3 separate regions of the Mus musculus genome follow, and all the other regions are linked to region 1. The links are chromatin contacts, called in public promoter capture Hi-C maps. All regions are on one chromosome and are shown on one strand. The core of a region is the stretch at or near the end of the contact, and the rest is flanking DNA. Distances in the headings are between cores, read along the strand shown.

Evidence for each region. Promoter capture Hi-C pulls out the DNA fragments that hold promoters and counts their contacts.
Region 2: a contact with region 1 is called in a promoter capture Hi-C map of pre-B cells, with 2.5 times the contacts expected there. The contact joins the promoter of Lpin2 here to the promoter of Vapa in region 1. A contact is called at or near these places in 1 of 39 promoter capture datasets (pre-B cells) and 1 of 484 Hi-C or Micro-C datasets (CD4 T cells).
Region 3: a contact with region 1 is called in a promoter capture Hi-C map of pre-B cells, with 2.6 times the contacts expected there. The contact joins the promoter of Myl12b here to the promoter of Vapa in region 1. A contact is called at or near these places in 2 of 39 promoter capture datasets (liver and pre-B cells) and 1 of 484 Hi-C or Micro-C datasets (regulatory T cells).

What each region holds. Positions count from the first base shown.
Region 1 is chr17:65,611,620-65,616,096 of GRCm38.p6, reverse strand. It overlaps Vapa (vesicle-associated membrane protein, associated protein A), which reads left to right and starts at 2,542. Exons shown (of 6, transcript NM_013933.3): 1 at 2,542-2,877. The coding sequence starts at 2,799.
Region 2 is chr17:71,181,204-71,185,680 of GRCm38.p6, reverse strand. Lpin2 (lipin 2) reads right to left here and starts at 2,149. Exons shown (of 20, transcript NM_001357791.1): 1 at 1,937-2,149.
Region 3 is chr17:70,988,452-70,992,928 of GRCm38.p6, reverse strand. It overlaps Myl12b (myosin, light chain 12B, regulatory), which reads left to right and starts at 2,413. Exons shown (of 4, transcript NM_023402.2): 1 at 2,413-2,456.

The DNA.
Region 1 (4,477 bases), core at 1,293-3,792:
TATTTTTGTATTCTTCAAAATAAACATTTCAAAATAATTTTTGTGGATAAAAAGACTTCAAAGTCAAAGTAAATTAGCATTTGTTTTAAAAAGATTAAGTACTTCCATCTTACCAGGCTCTCCATGACTGAAGATCTGTGCCTTAGGTTTGGCACTGTCTCCTATGATCTCTTCTGGGATGGGGGTGGGGTAGGGGTGTGGACTCTATCTAAACCCTCAAGTTCTTAAACTGTGGGTTGTGTGCCCCTAGTGGGTCATGTAGCTGACTGTGGGGGTTGGGGAAGTTTAACAACAGCAAAAGGTTTCTGAACGTGCAACAATCAAATGTAAATCAAAGTCGAATGAGTAGTGAATGCAAAGGATTTGTGTAGGGGCTCACCCGGGCTGCACTGTGGGTTCTCACTGTAGCCCTGGTTCTGAACACGTCATGTATACTTTGTTCTTTATGTGCTGTCTGGCCACATAAGGCTACTGATGCTGCCTGAAACACCTTGGCTCAGATATGAACTGCAGTGCTCTCTTATTGTACAGTTTTCTAGTCTTTGAAGAGATTATTTTTAATTACGTATACTTGTTAGGATCTGTGCATGAGTGCAAGTACTCTCCAGTGGCCAGAGGCATTGGCTGTCCCTGGAGTTGGAGTTTCAGGTAGATGTGAGCAGCCTGCTATGGGTGCTGGGAACAAAATTCAAGTCTTCTGCAAGAGCAGTATGTGCTTTTAACCGCTGAGGCAGCTTTTCTGCTCCTAGACTTCTACTCTTCAAAGACATAATGGTTTAATTAAGGAAAAAAGATAATATTTTCTTGTTATTGTTTCTTAGCACATGTTAAATTTATACATCTTGGGATTGCATTGTGTTAGAATTTTTTATTTTAAAATTGCAGTTTGAGTTACTGATTTGCACTTCATTAAAAAAATCACACGAAAATTTTGGCTGGTGATTGGGATAGAATTTCCAACTATTTTTGAAATGTTTCCAAATCTATTTTTTTGCCACTTTGCACTAGGTATTTATATAAAATGATTCTCAGCATTGGTAATTATAAAATCAAAATAGCAATCAATTACAAAAAAAGTTGACAATGTTGTGTTTAGCAATATCAAATATTCAGCCAAGAATAAATAATTTTTACGTAGAGATGAACAAGGAAATCCATCTCGTTTGCATACAAGCTTGCTTTTGTCTTAAATGGATTTTTGGTCTGCTTCTTTTCAAAATTCATTTTTTAGGTTAGGATACAAAGTAAGCATTCAAAGAAAGAAAACAAACTTTTTTTTTTAAACGACCAATGTTTGCTTTATACCACTATTATATCCTATATACCTCGAGTGGCATGAAAGTTTTTCAGGTGTCGGGGCGGCAAGTTGAAAAAGTCTAATTAGCTGTATTCTAGACTGCTCATTTCGACATTTACTTCCAAGCAATCTAGAGTGCCTTTTCGTGGCAGAAGCATGAATATGTGCTTTGTTTCGCACGGAGCTTCCTAGAGATTTAAATTCAAGCAGCACCATAGGACACAATAAAGGTTTTTACAGCACATCCATTTGTTTTGTTTGCTCTTCCCGTCCCTGGATACCCTGGCAAGGGGCTGAATATCTGTCAGCAACTTGCTTGGCATTTTTTTTTTTTTTTCTCATTTGGTACAGGCTCTCCTAAGTGATACAGATAAAATTCGTCCCTAGCACGAGAATGTGGCAAACAGATTTGGGTATGAGTTTGAAGTGAACCACACTGTAGATACAGCACGTGAACTCCACGCTGTAGGAACAGAGATTTCGTTTCTACCCTTGTAGAGAAACTGTGCCTGGCACAGATTTCCCCTGGAACTCGTTCGCTTGTGAGCGAGATGTGTTTCCTTTGGCTGGGCAGGAGGGAGATGGGGAGGAGGCAGTCTTGGAACAGCAGGCAGAACGGAGCGCACGTTCGCTGAGGGCGGAAGGAATCCCCAGCAGACCAGAGGGACACGCCCTGCCGCTCTCCCAAAGGGCGGTCTCTCCTGGGATGCCTGGCTTCCAGGCAGCCTGCAAAAACCCTTCTCTTTTCCAGGGCAGACAAGACGCCCTCGGCGAGCCAAAAGCCGCGTCAGCGGCCCCACCCACTCGCCTCCAACGGACCCAGGTCGCCTTCCCGGTTCCCAGCAGCCACCGCGGAGGCGCCGCCCGCACAGGGCATGCTGGGAGTCGAGGTACCCGGCGCTTCATGACTCTCTTCCGTTCGGAATTCCACTTGGAACGCCGTGAGGTAGCGTCGTAGTCGGCGCTCCAGCCCCGCACTCGCAGCTCCAGGGCCCCAAGAACGACACCCCCTTCCCGGGGCGCCGTGCACCGCGTCTCCCCGCAAAGAGCCCCGCTCCGCCCCCCCGACCCTGCTCTACGGAGATTGACAGCGGCGCGGCGCCCGGAGCTGCGGCCAAGTCGGAGGTGCGCAGGCGCACTAGCTCAGCGTTGACCCCTCCCACCCCCCAGTTAGGCCCGGAGGGCGGGGCCAGCACGAGGGCTCCAGGCCGCGGGGGCGCGCACGTAGGCACGTAGGGCCCGTCACGTGGGGCGCCGAGGATCGCAGTGCGCGTGGCCGCGGCGGCTGGTGTGGGGTTGAGTCAGTTGTGACACCCGGAGCTGCTGAGCGGACAGGCTGCCCTCGGGACCCCCGCGGCCCGGCAGCAGGCGCGGAGCTTCGGGAATCGTGAGCCTGGCCCCGTCCTAGAGCTCCGCGGAGCCGGCGCCGCCACCGTCCCCTCGCCCCCGCCAGCGAACCGCCGCCGCGGGCGCGCCCCCGCTCTGCGCTGCGCTGTCTCCTATGGCGTCCGCCTCCGGGGCCATGGCGAAGCACGAGCAGATCCTGGTCCTCGACCCTCCTTCAGACCTCAAATTCAAAGGTAGGCTGGCTGGGACGCTCCGGAGCGGAGCTGAGGCTGGGGCTGGGGCTGGCGGGCGGCGGCGGGGTGGCCGGGCCGTGCTCCCCTCCCCCACGCCCCGGCCGAGCGTCGGAGCCGCGGCCCCGCTGCGTCCCTCGGCCCCGCGCCTCGCCGTCCGCCGCTGCCGGGCCGGGCCGGGCCGGGCTGGGCTGCGCTGCGGAGGGGAGGGGAGGGAGCCGCCGGGCGCCGCGGAGGGCTCCGCCGCCATCTTGCGGCCCCGCGGGGGCGCCGTGGGAGCCCGCCCGCGCCTTGCCCGCCGGCCCGCATGGCGTCCTTGCCCCAGGGGCGGCCGCGGCGCGGCGCGGTGCGGTCGGGCGGTGCGGGAGGGCGACTGGGAGCCGGAGCTCCCTAGTCGGCGGGCGCCAGTGGGCGCCGTTCGGCGGCTTTGGGCAGGCGCGGTCCGCCGCGGGCGAGGAGGCGTTCACGGTCGCGGCCTCGCCCGGAGTCTTTCCCGGTCAGGTGCGGGACTCTGGCTGAGCCGGGAGACCAGGCAGCAGAGTCTCTGGCTGGGACTGACCCCGCGTGTTGGCACGGCCCCCAGGCGCGCGGCAGAAAGCTGTGCGTCAGCTGGGGCATGCATGGTCAGAGGTTAATGGTAGTGGGTCCCTTGTGTCAGCTCGGATTGTCCCTAGGTACGGAGGACCCAGTCCTTGAGTGCACACTGTCTTTACTGAAGAATTCTTTCAGCGTTTGTGACCCGCTTACGCTTGCGGTTTCCCTGCGTATCCCGAGAAAGCTGCTAAGGTGCCACACAGCTCTGGAACTGTTGACTTTGGAGCATTGACTGTGATAGACAGTGGCTTGGTGATTCTTGTTCAGATCCAAGGCGGTTTGCCTTCTCAGTGTGTAGGAAACGAAACGTTACACAGAACAATTTACTTTATTTTAAGGAGAACCAAAAGAATGGAGCTAAAGAGAAAACGTGATCCTTCCTATCTTTAAATGTAAAGTGCCCCCCTCCCCCCCCCCCGAAAGTTAATACCTTGCGTTTTAATTTCAGGAACTGATGAAAACAATTTTCCTTAGGCGCACATCGATTCCAGTACTAAGAGAAAAAGTAAACCCATTAATAGTAGTGTAAGAGTTAGTCCAAATGAAAATAGCTGAATTGTCCTTGTGGGAACAATTTAAAATAGTTCCAGACACTTAAAGATTTTATATCTTAAATAGTTTTAGGGCTTATAAACATTGGGTATTCTGCTAGTCACATGCCCTGCAGGTGTTTCAGTACATTCACAAGTTTCTCTTTACTAGACAAGAACTTGATTGTGATTTTAAGGCAGCTCTAATATCTTTGGAATTGGGTCGTGAACCACACTTATAATCCCGGCATTCTGGAAGTCCAGAAACCATCCAAAGTTTGAAATCAACCCGGGCTACAAGGGAGACACTAGACAGTGTCTCAGAACCTCGGGTAGTGTGTATTTTCCTGCAGCAAATTTCTGTATTGCCTGATTGGTTTTTTTTGGGGGGGGGAGGGGGGGAGGGAGTGGGCGGGGTTTGCTGAGAAGTTCTTATAGTACTGTAGTAGCCATAGGTAATAGAAGCGATTTAATGAACA
Region 2 (4,477 bases), core at 900-3,399, 5.6 Mb before region 1:
AAAAGTATTAATTTACTTAGCAATGAAGGGAGTCAGACACAGCTAAAGCAAAGTTGCAAATCAACTCCTGCAACCCTGCTGACCAGCTGATTGAGAGGGTACACTTCCTACAGCCCCACCCCTAAACAAAGTGACAACAGGCCCTGGGGACAGACAGAGGATTTCAAAGACAAGACACATAGGCTTAACTTAGACTTAAGATCTTGCCCACAGGCTGCTGAACACCTAAGGGAGGCACCAGTGCACCTCCCAGCAAGAAGGGTTCCAACTCATTGTCCCACTTCTGAAGTATATTATGCACACCATCAGAGAGGATAGCTGCAGTGACCTATACTATATTTAAGTCCAATATTAATATTTAAACACAACAAAATGTCCACCGTAATGTTCACTGGCCTAACCTTTGACCACCTCTGACCCGTGATAGCACCAAGATTATCCCATCCAAGGCATACCATACAAGAAAATTTGATGATTTCATTTCATTCCACTGGCTCCCAGTGACCTACAAGGACAAACTGCTTGCAGCTTCTTCTCTTCACTCAAGAAGCCCCAACCAAAGCTCTTCTAAAAGCCAGCCTCTGTGCTTAGTAATAAACAGCTATTGGAGTCTTGCCTGCGGGGATCCTGTGCCCAGTGCAGGGGATAGTCCAGTCAGTAAACCAAAACGCACAAGGCTAAGCAAGGAGAACAAGCATACAGCCATTCAAGAAACAAAGCTCCGACCTTTATCCCTTTATCTGCTTAACTGCACTTGGCGTTCAAGGGTTTTCAAATGCTCCCATTTCCAGAGCCTCTTAAGCATACAGCTGCTCTGCCGAATCTCAATTTTGCCACAAACGCGAAAGTAGACCCAGCCATTTCATTTCTAGCATGCTACAGCTATTCTGCTACTACCTCGAACTTGAAGATCGCTGGGGCCGATAAACCACAATCAAGAACACATTTAACTAGGAGGAAGCCCGTAGGAGGCTACCCACGGGCAATGTGAGAGGGCACACCGGGCAGGGCAGCCCAACGAGGGCTAAAACACCTGTTTCCTCCCACACTTGGTGGCTGGCTGGGTTGCTAACCCAGTCTAGCAATACCTGCCACGATTCGTAGTTTTAAGCCAGTGAAAGCAATCAATGTCGGATCAACACAGACACTAACCGGCAAATGATCCCAAAATAGATTTCAAAATTCAACTTGTGTTATCATAACGTTTTAAATTAGTGAGGCGAGGTTCGGTACCAACTTAACCAGCATCCCTACTGCTGGGCAAATGAGCTTCAGCGCCATGCAAGAGCCTCAGTTTCCATTTTTAATTTTTTTTTAAGTCTCAAAGATGCATTAAAATAAGTGTGTGGCCGCTTGTTCAGTAATCCCTCAGTGCCTCTCCAAGTATCCTGCGTTCCAGTACTTTCTGAAAGCGAGGGCGATCTTCCTAGTCTTGTTCTGCATAATTATGGCTCCGAAACGCCATCCTAAATTTGAATGAAAATAATTTTCTTAGGCTGGGGTGGATCCGCGGCGCTCAAAACTGGGCCTCAGAGCTCCGGTTCCCACAGCCGACAGAACCTTCCAGGGCCCCGGGGGTCGCCGGCAACAGGCTACTCACATCTAAACCAGGTCCGCGGCCTGCAGGAGGCGGCGGCGACGGCGACGGCGGCGGCGGGCAAGCCAACGGCCTGAGGGAATAACTGCACCTCGCCAGTCCCGGCCGGGGGATGACCGCGACCGCGCGCCGGCGTCCGCTCCCCTCCCCCAGGCCCGGGGCTGCGGTCCCCGGGCGCGCCGCCCGCGGCTCGGAGGACCGCTGCCGACGTGAGGGTCTCCGCAGACGCCCGCGCGTCCTCAGGCGGCGCGGCCGCGGCTACGTGGCCCACGCGAGGCGAGGCCGCGAGCGGGGACGCGGCCCCCCGGGAAGCCCCGGCGCTGTCTCCGGCCCGCTTACCTGCGGCACCGCGCGCGGCTCTCACTCGGCGGACTGTTGTGCAGCCCCGCAGGGATGCCCCAAGAAGCGGGGGAGCAGGGGGCGGGGCCGCCGCCTCCGAAGCCGCGGGCTACAGCGGAGCCCGCCGGGCCTCATGAATGGGACGCGGCGGCGGCAGCAGCGGCGGCGGCGGCCGAGCTGGCGGTAGACTGCGCGCACGCCCCGCCCCGGCCCGGCCACGTGACGCGAGCTCCGCCCCCGCCGGCCGCGCGCCTGGAGCCCTGGGCCCCTCCGGGGAGAGAGCAGCTCGACGCCGGCGCCGGCCTCAGAAGGGCGCTTTAAAAAAAAGTTTCCTCCGGTCCCCATGGCAACCTTGCGGCGCTGCGTCGGGCTTCAGAGTCCAGCTACCAAAAAAGAGTGCAAACGGTCTGCTGCATAATGGTGTCCCCGCGTAACGCGAGTGCACCATCATGGGATCACTGCAGAACCCGTATCTTTCCTTATTTACCCTTGGAGCTCGGTGATAACACCGCCTACTTAAAAAGTGCACTTTAACGGCTGCAGCTGCGAGTGTTAGTGACGGCGGCTGTTTTTCGTCTTGTATATCTGCAGCTGGTTCTTTCGATGGAAGGCCATGGCATCACTTCTAAATGCTTGTTAATTTCTTCGTGCTCACCGCGAGCATGAACAGTGTGACACAGTCTTCCGGCCGCTGAGCCATGCATTTATACAAACTCTCTCCGGTATGGGCCTGGGCACAGCAGTTTCTTTGCAACAATGAAGCGCGGTGAGCATAGTCTGTGCTGGGACCCGGGAAACCTTTCGTTTCCCTGCCTAAGTACCGCCGTGTGGAATTCAACCAGATTGCCTCAGTAGTTACCAAGGTCCACAGAGACACCCAAACCTACTGGGATTTTTCACTTCAGCGTGGCTCTTCATCTGATCTACCAGTGAAAGAAATGTTTTCAAGGTTGAAAGTTTCCCGTAAATGCTCGAGAAATACTACTCCTCCGCTGTGGGGAAGTGCAATTAAACCCAGAGAACCCAGTCCTCAATCCCCAAGTCAATGCACTGGGAACAGCTACACCTTCATTCCCATTGGGAGCCCAATGTAGCTTGCAGCCCAGACTGTAGAACACGCTGTTACTGTTTGTTCTCTAGCTTCTCATTCTTGACTTTTCCTGTTTCTCTCGGGATAGTTTCATTACCTCCTACCTTGGGAGGGAAATATTCTCACGCTTCCTTCCTCTCATCATGCAGAAAGCAGCAGACAACCCGCCCTTCCTCTGTCACCGCCCCCTCTGGGCTTTGACACCTTACTCAGAAGGATTGGTTCATGTTTATAGTATTTTCCTCATTCTCTAGTGGCTGCCTGCTTCATGCTACTACTGAGGCAGAAGAGGAACTAATTAAATATTTGTTGACTGTTCCTCGACTTCCCCCAGCTGATACCTGTAAAGTTGGGGCACACCCAACTCCCATCTGCTTCACTGCCCAGAGTCTTTCCTCACCTTCTGACCCTACCACCTTCCAGTTTCATGGCCAAGAACCTTCCCCCACCAATCATCGGTCTGCTAGTCTAGATGTATCTTTCATTTCAAAGAGAGAAGACCTTGTTGCCCCTAATGTAGTTTGGCCCGAGATGTTTTGACTCTAGAGTTGCAAGCTGTCTTGATGTTTTGTTTAAGAATATCTTTCTGTGTCCTTTCGGGGTTTCCCCACCGTGCACTGCAGCCTCTCCTTACAAGCCATGGAACGGCATATTCTTTTGTTTGTTTGTTTGTTTTTGTTTTTATTTTTAATAATTCTTATTTTTGAAATTAGGATATAATTACAGCATTTCACCTTCCTTTTCCTTCCTCCAACCCATCTCATGCATTCCTTGCTCTCGCTCATATTCATGGCCTCTATTTTTTCATTGCTTATACATACATTCATAGATATATAAATCAGCCTGCTCATAACATAAACACATACATGTTAATTGTATGTATATTATTTCAGGACTGATCATTTTGTACTGGATAACTAATTGGGGTGTCTCTTCCCTAGAGAAGACTATTTCTCCCACTCAGAATTACTTAATTGTCTGCAGTTCTTTGTCTAGGGGTGGGGTCCCCTAAGAATTCTCCATTCCATATTAATATGCCTATTGGTATGGTTCTTGTTCAGGTCTTGAAACAGCCAAGTTGAGGCTTCGTGGGTATAGCTTCCTTGACATTTCTGAGACAAAAATCTCATAGCAAACTTCCTGTTCCCTCTGTCTCTTACAATCGGTCTGCCTCCTCTTCTTCCACATGATTCCTGATCCTTGGGAGCAGGATTTCTGTGGTAGATATATTGGTTGGGGCTAGTGATGGGCCAGCCTGACTCCATCTGAGTGATGGAAGCCATTTTACTATAAGGTCAGAAGAAGTTCAGTTCTGTTTGCTGAAATTTTCATGATTTTTTTTTCTTTACAGCTGAGTAATATTCCATAGTCTTATCTGTAGCACATTTTCACAGCTGAGCAATATTCCATAGTCTATCTGTGGCACGTTTTCATTAGTCTTTCATCAGTAG
Region 3 (4,477 bases), core at 1,164-3,663, 5.4 Mb before region 1:
ACTCAGGGTTGGTCCTCCAGCTTCAAAGCCCCAGCAAAACACTACAGTGCGCAGCCACCCGCCTGTCTGCTTTACGGCAGCCTGCTCACCTGCTTTACGGTTGTTTATGTTGCCACTGGACTCCAGTGCCCAAAGGAAACCGCTTTCTACCAAATGTGAGGGGCTGAGACCAACAGGAAGTTTAGGAGTGGGTAGACACTGACTTAGAGAGCTTCAAGTACAGGCCTTGGAAAGTTATACACAAAGCTCGTTTTAGGAGGGACTAGGGAAGTATAGAGGAGCCTACTGGATTTGGAGTGCTCTGGCCTACTGGTGTTTTTTCCTCTTCCTCCCACTACCTCCCCTCCCCCAGGGCGCAGCCCTGGCTGTGCTGAGCCCTGAGCTGCTGCCACCCACCACCCAGCGAGACCTTTCTCAGCATTTCAAGTCCCAGTTTTGCTACAGCACGGCTTTAAAGCTACTTTTTTTTTTTTTTAATATATGTAAGTACACTGTAGCTGTCTTCAGACCAGAAGAGGGCGCCAGATCTCGTTGTGGATGGTTGTGAGCCACCATGTGGTTGCTGGGATTTGAACTCAGGACCTTCGGAAGAGCAGTTAGAGCTCTTAACCGCTGAGCCATCTCTCCAGTCCCCGAAGCTACTTATTCTTTGTTGACCTATTTATTCATTTATAAAATGAATTCATGCTGTTCATAATGGTCCCTTTATGATAAAAAGCAGCGTCTAGTCTATCTGGAGCTGGGTGTGGTTAACCAAACCCCACCTGGTACCCAAGTGGATCTGCGCCCGCCCTCATGTGGCCAGGTTGTTTTAAAATGTCATCTTCCTCATTTGAAATAGGAGCGCTTCCTTCGTTTGCTACAGAAATTGGAAATGTGGGAGAGGGGGGTGTTTATGTATGGAGCCGATTTGTGGTTCCCTGGAAAGAGGGGAAGCCTGGCCCTTACATGAGTGCTGGGACTTCAAACTTGAGTCCTCTTGTTTGCATAGCAAGTACTCTTAGCCACTGACCCACCTCCCTGTGCGCACTCTGGGTTTTTGAGAGGGACTTTTGCTGTGTTAAGTTTACCCGTTGGAATGCCAGGGTTAAAGGCCTGTGCCCACCACATCCTGCTCATTAACTGATTTTACATTGCCTAGGGTGAGGATCTAGGAAGTGGTGGTAGACTTATGTAACAAACCCTGAAAGTGCCATAACTTTATAAGAAACATAATTATTTAAGCAATGATTTTTGAGGACAAATAGGATCAAAGATACAGCATCAGTACCACCTGGCGCCTATTCTCCACCTCTGACCTACGCAATCCCAGACCCTGATTTTTTCAAGCGCATATTTAAAGCCACCCTCAATTTATTAGGATTATTATCTTATTTTACATTTTATCTACTAGTTTGGGGAGGAGGCTGCACATTCCCTGGTACCTGCATACGGGGCTCAAGGAACAAATTACAGGAATTGGTTGTTCTCTGTGGGCCCTGAGAAAATAACTCAGTCATGCGTGCTAACAGGCACTTTTACCTGCTGAGCCATCTTGCTGGCCCCTAAGTTGTATTTGTATTGTCTGGACTGCTGTGAAGTACACGGATACTCAGTGCTGGAGACCATAGTGTTCCTGCCTTGGAGGAATTTCTTTTGGAAGTGGGGTAGGAAGGGAGGTGGTTTTCTACGTGTAGCGTGGCTGTCCTGGAACTAAGCTCTGTAGACCAGGCTGGCCTTCAGCTCACAGAGATGCTGCCCCAGCCTTCTAAGTGCTGGAATCAAAGGTGTCGCCACCACCGTCTGACACGGAATTTCTGATCAGACTTCTAGAATATGACCTCCCGGCGGGGAGAAAGTAAAGGCCACTGGCTGGAGTGCAATTTCAAATAAGCGAGAACGTTTCTGGAGCCCACTGGAGAGTGCTCAGCCGCCGCCCTCTTCCGGATTACATTCCTTCTCTTGAGCATTGTTTATCTAAAACTCAGTTTAACCAGGCCAACTGCCCTCTGCTAAATCAGGCAACTTCGGGCTGCCCGCTGCAGGCGCCAGGGGACCCCCAAACCAGGGCGGCTCCCAGCCCACCCGGGTCAAATTCCAGCGCTGGCGCTCCGCCCTCGGCTCGGGAATGCGGAAGGGGCGCGGGACTTGCGCTGGGAGCCGGGGAGACCAGCAAGCCGGCGCGGCTGCGGCAGGAGGATGCCGTGCCAGTGAGCTGGGGAATATGTACTCGCGGCTACAGGGGCTGAGTTCGTCGGGTCGTGCAGCCAGGCTAGTTTCCGCCGCTGGCTGCCTGGGTCCTCCGGGTCTTCGAAACGCTTGCAGCAACCCCCTGCCACGGTTGGTCGCGCCGGGCTCGCCGGTGCTCCTTCCGCCCCGCCCCCGGGCCGGAAGTGCGGCGCCGCCACTGTCCCGCCCCAACCTCCGCTGGTCGCAGTCGCCGGTCGGATCCTCTCGGGTGTGCAGCATCAGGTCAGGTGAGTGGCTCTCGACCCCGCGGGGCATCTCCCGGGCCGCATCTGTCCCTAGTGCTGCGCAACCGCGCCTGGAGCCTGCGGGCGGCTGGACCATCGGCTGGTGGAGCGGAGGTGGCTCGGTTCGAGGCCCTACGCGGTTCCTGTGCTGGCGAACCCTGGCCGAACGAGGCCCCGGGACCGTGTGCACTGGGCCTGCGACATCCGATGACTGACACCTGGTGCCCGGCTGCCCGCACCTGCCGCGGCTGCAGGCTGCAGGCTGCAGGTCCAAGCTGTGTGTTAGCGCAACTGCGTGCATCTGTTCTAGACGCGTTGGGGGAGGAGAAGCCCGCTGGTGTATGGTTCCTGCCAGAGGAAACCAGGAACTGGTACTAGAGTTCCTGGTTAGCAAATGCTAAAATGGGCTGATTTGCATAAATCCTTACTGGGTCTTAGGTCTTGCAAAGATTTAGCTCATTGTTAGAGGACAATTCGAAGAAAGCTGGAAAGAATGGAGAACATATTGAGCCAGGGATCCAAGATGAACTGGTGGATCTCTGCTAGGAGGTACCGAGCAAAAAGCTCAAAAGATGAGCATCGTATTATGTGCACAAGAAGCGCGGGTGGTCAGCCGGAAGGGAGAAGAACAATAACTGAGTACTAGCTGGGAAAGAGGAAGGTAGTTAGGGTAGGGCTCTTGGATACACACGACCCCAGGCGAGACCCTATACAATAAAATAACGTAGTTAGTTAGCCAAGGTAGGCCTCTTTCTTTAGAGGTGTACTGAAAACTCGATGAGAAATGAAAAATTACGTAAGAGGATTTGGGGAGTCACCCACGACAAGGAAGTAACACGACAAAGGATGTTTAGGGAATCGGGTTGACAGCTTTTGTTCTAGAGATGGCTTGGCTGTAGTCCTGTGTGTTAGAGAAATATCACAGCATTTTCTCCTTCAATAAACCCTTAAGTGAGGTGATGTCATTTGCCTGGGAACATCACTTCAGGAATTCATATGATGCCACCAGGGTTTTTCTATCCACTTGCTCCTCACTCTGTCTCTCTGTCTCTGTTTCTCTCTCTGTCTCTCTCTGTCTCTCTCTCTCTCACACACACACACACACACACACACACACACACACAAAGGCACCTGTTCACTGAGCTGCAGCTTATGAAGGACAGATCCCTGGGTGATAATGGTTGGCCAAAGTTAGGAAAGCCAGGGATGGGACCGATATCCCCATTCCCCCAAGGTTGAATGATACAGTTGTGTAGGGATGGCTTTCATCTGCCCCGGTTACCAGCGTCTTTGATTCTTCTGTGACAAGTTTAACATGGCGGGCGAAGCAGGTTTCCCTTCCTCCCTCTGAAGTTCCCCTTACCTGGCACAAGCACAGGAGAAAAGGGTATCAGAACTCACTATGTGCAAAGGAGGAGGACAGGTAAACAAATGAGCCTCAAAGCTTGCTACCGCCGGGCGGTGGTGGCGCACACCTTTAATCCCAGCACTTGGGAGGCAGAGGCAGGCGGATTTCTGAGTTCGAGGCCAGCTTGGTCTACAAGTGAGTTCCAGGACAGCCAGGGCTATAGAGAAACCCTGTCTCGAAAAAACCAAACAAACAAACCAAAAAAAGACTACATGATGTTCAGAGGAATAAAGTGGCTTGAAAAACACGATATCCAGGACAGTCCCTTTGGGCTCTGGGTGTGGTGTCACCTCTGGACTTGTTTCCAGGCATTAGAGGGATGTAGCCGTAGCCTATTACATTCTTTACAGGCGTGCTCCCCATGGTCAGGTCCTTGGACTTTGGAAGAGAAAGCGAGGCCAGACAGACCTTAAAGACGCCTCTTGGTTGGTTCTGTGTCCTCAGCATGGCAGGCATCGTACTTCACATCAGCTCCAGGAACACAGCAGCCTTGCCAGTGGCTGAAGTTTTCATGGTCGGCCCTTGCAGCTGCTGATACGAAAGGCACAGGGCTGGAGGGACATGTCCCGAGGCTGGATTCCTTAGGTGTTGCTTCTGCCCCTTCCTAGTTTTTATC